2 separate regions of the Sus scrofa genome follow, and region 2 is linked to region 1. Evidence: chromatin contacts called from public HiChIP or PLAC-seq data. All regions are on one chromosome and are shown on one strand. The core of a region is the stretch at or near the end of the contact, and the rest is flanking DNA. Distances in the headings are between cores, read along the strand shown. Region 1 overlaps RUNX2 (runt-related transcription factor 2). Region 2 has its middle 310 kb from the start of CLIC5.

Region 1 (2,700 bases), core at 159-2,658:
TGCCTCTTCCAACCTGGAGGCTTCTAGAGGTTAAAGAATTCAAGATCTTTGAATAAATACACAAACGAAAGAATTGTGAGGGAGCCACTCGCATGGCTATAAAAGCGAGTTCCTTTAGGACTTTTAGATTTGAGGTTGTGGCCAATCACGACCAGCACAGAATGAAGTATCTGGAGGAAAGGACAGGGCGATGGAGCTATGCCAGCATCAGTCACCCATCACGGAATAACCTCTAAAAAAATCTGCTTCGAGAACAATCCCTTTTCTTGAAATAATGGAGTCCAAAACCTTGAAACATTTAAGGAAAAAGACATGCATGGGAGGCAAGGAGGGGAAAAAAAAAAAAAAGGGTAAAGAAAGACCAGATGAAAGCATAAATGGCAATCTACAAGCGGAGATGTGATATTTTTGCAGGCAGGGGAGAAAGAACCACCAGGGAACCTGGCTGACGAGCACAGCCCCTGGCCTCTGTCCTAAAACGTCTCTCATCTACGCTGCCTCTTTACCTCCAGATTCCCTGGTGCTGTCTAGTTTCCAATCCTGTTAATAACCTTCGACTTTGTCTGCCCGTTGTTTCCAAGGGCTGCTTTTGTCCATCTTTACGCCCATTCAAAGTAAAAATTACATAAATTCCAATTTTTCAGAGCTGGGAGAGAATGGGGATCTCGCCAGACCATGTTTTTATTTGAGAAAAGGAACTGATGCCCCAGAAAACCCCAGTGACTTGTCTGAAGTCACGAAAGTCGGCTGTGACACAGGAAGCCAGCGCCTGACCTGCCTCCGTCCCGTTTTTTTTACATACCAGGCTGTCCTACTAGGAAAGAAGGCAGGGTGGGGGTGGGGGGGCTGCTGAGGAAAAGAGACCCAGAAAGAACAAAAATAAGAAAAAAGCAGAGAAGCCGAATTCAGAGATTTTTATCACATGATGCCCATTCATTCTGACTCTGTTTTTCTCACGACACATCTTGTTCTACTAATTACAACCCAACATCCACAACCACCCTGGGCTGTGAGGATCTGTCTCTCTCCCTTTAGTTTCTGGGAAATGAACAAAAGATCTCTTTCTCTAGGTGGACACGTTACTCCCCAAATGTCATCAAACTTGAGTGTGTTAGTTCTGAAAACACTTCCTTTGCCATCTCTGACGATACGAGACTCACGCACACACCCCGCAGTTTTGTGCTACGAGCCTTTAGAGAGACCCCACTGAGCGAGGTAAATTTTTTTCTTAATGGTAACATCTTAAGCAATGGAAATGGTCGTGTCCGTAGTTGAACAAAAAAGCATCCGTGTTGATTTGCCAATAATCCAGCTCAACATGGATGGCATTATTCTTCAAAGAGCCTAGTGACAACGAGCCTCAGACTGTCACGCAACTCCTGGATCCTGGCTGTTTCCTGAGCATATGCGATCTTTTCTGTTTCTCTTTCCTTCTGATGACTTTGTGCATGTGCTGTGTCACTGGGTGTGTGTCTGAGGCAGAGAAAAAGAAGCACTCCATCGCAGCAATTAAAAAGTGCAAAGGCTCCTCTCTTGACATATGCTGCTAACAGCCGTGCAACATCATTTTCAATTTTCCCGTCGCCGTAACAGGAAGAAAACGCTCAAAAGGAATAACCTAGGAAAAAGTCAGCCAGCTCCTGCAGCCTCGTCTTGCTGTGCTGAATGGCAGTGAAGATCACAGAAGAAGAAAAAAGAAAAAGACAGGAACAAAAAGGGCGGGGGGGGGGCAGGCTGGGGGTTGGGGGGGGCACCACAGAGAATTTCTTGCTTAAACTGGACCTCGTCCAGCTGGCAAGAAGAGGTGGTTTTCTTAACGCTTGCGAAACCTGATTACTTTTTTAAAGGAATGAAGAAGAAGGAGATGTAAACACGGCCATTAAGACAGATTTAAGGTACTTAGTTTTAATCTGGTCTAAGGCCGCTCCAATTGTCGGCAGCTCTGCAATTCTCTGCTCCTTAGACATGAATAAGGGGGACGTCAGGGTCTTCTGAGCAGCCAGTGCTGTCAGCTGAGCTCTGTGGTTACCCTCTCAGGTCAGGCATGGAAGGAACAGCAGCTTAAGCAATAATGGATGGATGTCTGTTATGCGCTGTGTCTGTCAGAAGTCTGTTTTTACTACATTAAAGGACCATTGTGTTTATATCGACACAACAGGTCTTAAACAGATTGTTTAAACATGATTAAACAGGAGATGTCTTTGAACGAGTCCCCCCCTCCTAATAAAATGCAGATGGGTATGGAACTGAAAAAATGCCGAGAACAACGTAAAAAAATAAAACACAACCTCCTCTCTCTCTCCACGGCAAGGGTAACACGATATAAATGCCAAAATAAAACAGTTTACAAGTTAAACTCAAAAACAGTCTCTCACGGATCAGCAGCCTAGAATAGCGTTGATCGACCATCCAGCCACCCTTCCTTAAGGCTGCTGCACAATGTGCCGCCGTCTTAATAATCGCGTTGTTCAGCCATAGGTAATGAAGGGGGTCTATTGTGTTAATCCTGGCATTCTTATCTTCCGCGTCCTCTGAATCAACAACTGCAAAGCCTGCTGCCTCTTCATTCCAACACGACCAGCATTTGCTCACTTTCAGATCTGCTAAAGTGTTCTTACATTCCACTCTGTCACGAAAGGTGCCAAGTATTTTGAGTAGGATCAAGTTATTGTTATATAAAAGGGAATCTACAGCAGTGTT
Region 2 (2,700 bases), core at 99-2,598, 220 kb before region 1:
CTCATAGCATCAGTTCAATACAACTTATTTAAAAAAACAAAACAAAACAAAAAACACCTTATAGAGTAACAGAATGAATAAACGGCCCAGACACGACACTTAACCCCTCTCCCTAAGTCAGCACTCCGAATGTGAATGCCGGGTGTGAGCCAGTCTACTCACCAACCCAGAGCCAGCTCAGCCCCACACTTAGGGAGGATTTCAGAGGCGCCAAGAAACCTACCCTGGGTGGCAGAGTTCCAATAACTTGTTCATTTTTTGACTGAAGGTAGCGGGAGTTTGGGGTTTTGTTTGCTTGTTTTTCCTTTTATTTATTTATTTATTTTTTTTGGAAAGTAATGGAAACCTTCCTTCAAGTGCCATCTTGCAGGGCACCCCATATAAAATCATAGCAGCAACTTCCTCAATCGCCTTTGCTATGTGCCAGATGTTTTAACTCATTGAGTCCAACAACAGCCCTTTAAAGACAGGTACCAGGTACTATTATGGTTACAATTTCCCAGATGAAAAAACCGAGCCACAATCAGTTAAGTGACCTGCCCAACGTCACGCAGCTGGAGTTCAAATCGAATGGTCAGGCTCCCGAGCCCACCCATTTCTGACCGTGCTTGGTGGCCCAGAGCAGAAGGGGTATATAAGCGGTGTGGCCCCGGTCAGAGCCCAGGAAGACAGCAGTATTTCCAGGCTCCAGGGGGTGATCTTCAGGCACATCCGTGGAAGGACTCCATGAAACACAATTCTGGAGCTCCCACTGTGGCGCAACAGGATCGGAGCATGTTGGGGCGCTGGGACACAGGTTCGATCCCTGGCCCAGCACAGAGCTGCAGCTACAGCTTAGGTCACAACGGTGGCTCAGATCTGATCCCTGGCCCGGGAACTCCGTGGCTGTGGGGTGGCCAAAAATAAATAAATAAATAAATAAATAATAACAAATTTAAAATCCCAATTCTAAAGCCTTTGCAGTGAGGTTTATCTACCAAGGGTCACTTTAAGATAACACCGCCTTCTTGGAAGGAGCGACATATCAGTGGATTCCTATAAGTGGTTTTCAAAAACCCATTCTAAGTCTAAGCAAGTGGTGATGGGGAGATCCCAGCCTCAGGGTAGGGATCTTAGCCAGGGCAGAGCTGAGTCCAGGGAGGGCTGGACCCCAGAGTCTGAACAGGGGGAGGAAAGGGAGACGGGAAACACAGTACTTCCAAGACCACCCTCCAGGACTGGCAGGTAAGCCGGAGATCAGGCTCAGAGTGAGTGCCTGTGAGACCCACTGGAAGGGCTCCGGGGCAGAAGGTCTTCCAGTGGCCGAGCACCAAACAGGGGGTAACTCGTGGCAGAGGCATAGCGTGACTAGGGCTATGGGAGGTGGGTGAGAAGGACAGTCTGATGTGAGCGTGTCAGGGCTCCCCGGAGGTGACACTCAGAGATTTCAGTTTCTATCTTGATCAAAATTTTGCAGTTTTCAAAAATGCAGAACCAATAGAACTGTGACTCATACTTCACAATTTGCCTGGCAAACTTACTGTATTATCATGATTCTGACAATGGTTTTCAGGGGTGATGGGACTTCAGGATGGAATATTTGGCATAAGAGGCATAAGGTCATGGGACAGGGGGGACGAACATGACCGCCACCTCAGGTCTTATGTCCAAGATCAGAAGCCATTGATGCACATGGGTTATGGGTTATGGATCTCAGTGGACCTGGGAGTACAAGTGTTAATGGAGCCACGTGCATATTTTTGGTCTGCTTTTTAATCAGCTCGGACCCACACTGTCATCCTCTCTAACATCACAAGATGAATTACCTGGGGCTCATCGTTTTAAGAGAAAAAGGGGGGGAGTTGAAATTTGAATGTCAAAAGAGTTGGCATGTGAGTAGAAACTTCCGAGATAATGTAATTTAAGAGCTGATGAACTTATTTTCAGACTAGAAATAGATACACAGACCTAGAAAACCAATCTATGGTCCCCAAAGGGAAAAGGGGGTGGAATTGGGGATTAAGAGATACACACTATTATATATAATAGAAGTAACAACAAGTGCCTACCAGATAGCACAGGAAACCACATTTAATATCTTGTAATAACCTATCATGGAAAAGAATATGAGAAAGGACATTCTATTTATATCTATGTATATGTATAACTGAATCACTTTGCTGTACACCTGAAACACTGGATATCAACTATACCTCAATAAAAAAATAAAAATTAAAACTAAAGAGCTGCTGGTACTTCGAATTAAATCTTGACACTTTAAAGGAGCAATGAAAGTACCACGTGAAGCTGAAAAAAACACAGTTCTGCCCTTTGGTTTCTGTGAAATCAAGTTGAAAAGTCTAGAGTTTCTTGTGGGAGCAGTGGACTTGGGAAACCAAATCTGGTCACTATGACATGGTACCTAGCATCGTGAAAGCAACAGAAGAGATAATCGATTATGTGTTAAACGAATGAATGAATGATAAATGCACATATGCACACACTCAAATATATAGTGTGTACAAGCTGAGATACAGAGCTCTCAGTCTTATTATACTTAGGGACCATTTTCCAATCTAAGATTTTGCCGGTATTTGTTCCTTTCAAAATGCAGTCATTAATCTTAGAAATGAGTTTATACTGAAAGAGAAACTACTTTCTATCTTGCATTTGTTCAACAACTTCACTTAGATCTCAGTGACATTGTCTACATTTCCAATC

What was found. HiChIP or PLAC-seq counts read pairs in DNA pulled down with a chosen protein or histone mark.
Region 2: a contact with region 1 is called in an H3K27ac HiChIP or PLAC-seq map of alveolar macrophages. The contact joins two enhancer-like sites. A contact is called at or near these places in 2 of 47 Hi-C or Micro-C datasets (embryonic fibroblasts and skeletal muscle) and 1 of 2 datasets of contacts at active chromatin or transcription factors (alveolar macrophages).

What each region holds. Positions count from the first base shown.
Region 1 is chr7:40,279,414-40,282,113 of Sscrofa11.1, reverse strand. All of the region lies in intron 5 of RUNX2 (runt-related transcription factor 2), which reads right to left. Among named protein-coding and RNA genes, the nearest start is that of SUPT3H, 120 kb to the right of the region's middle. Within about 2 kb of position 1,408, at least 12 of the 83 cell types and tissues checked have an H3K27ac peak or open chromatin away from gene starts, as enhancers often do. A contact at or near this core is called in alveolar macrophages, where this site is marked.
Region 2 is chr7:40,498,424-40,501,123 of Sscrofa11.1, reverse strand. No RefSeq gene overlaps it. Among named protein-coding and RNA genes, the nearest start is that of CLIC5, 310 kb to the left of the region's middle. Within about 2 kb of position 1,348, at least 7 of the 83 cell types and tissues checked have an H3K27ac peak or open chromatin away from gene starts, as enhancers often do. A contact at or near this core is called in alveolar macrophages, where this site is marked.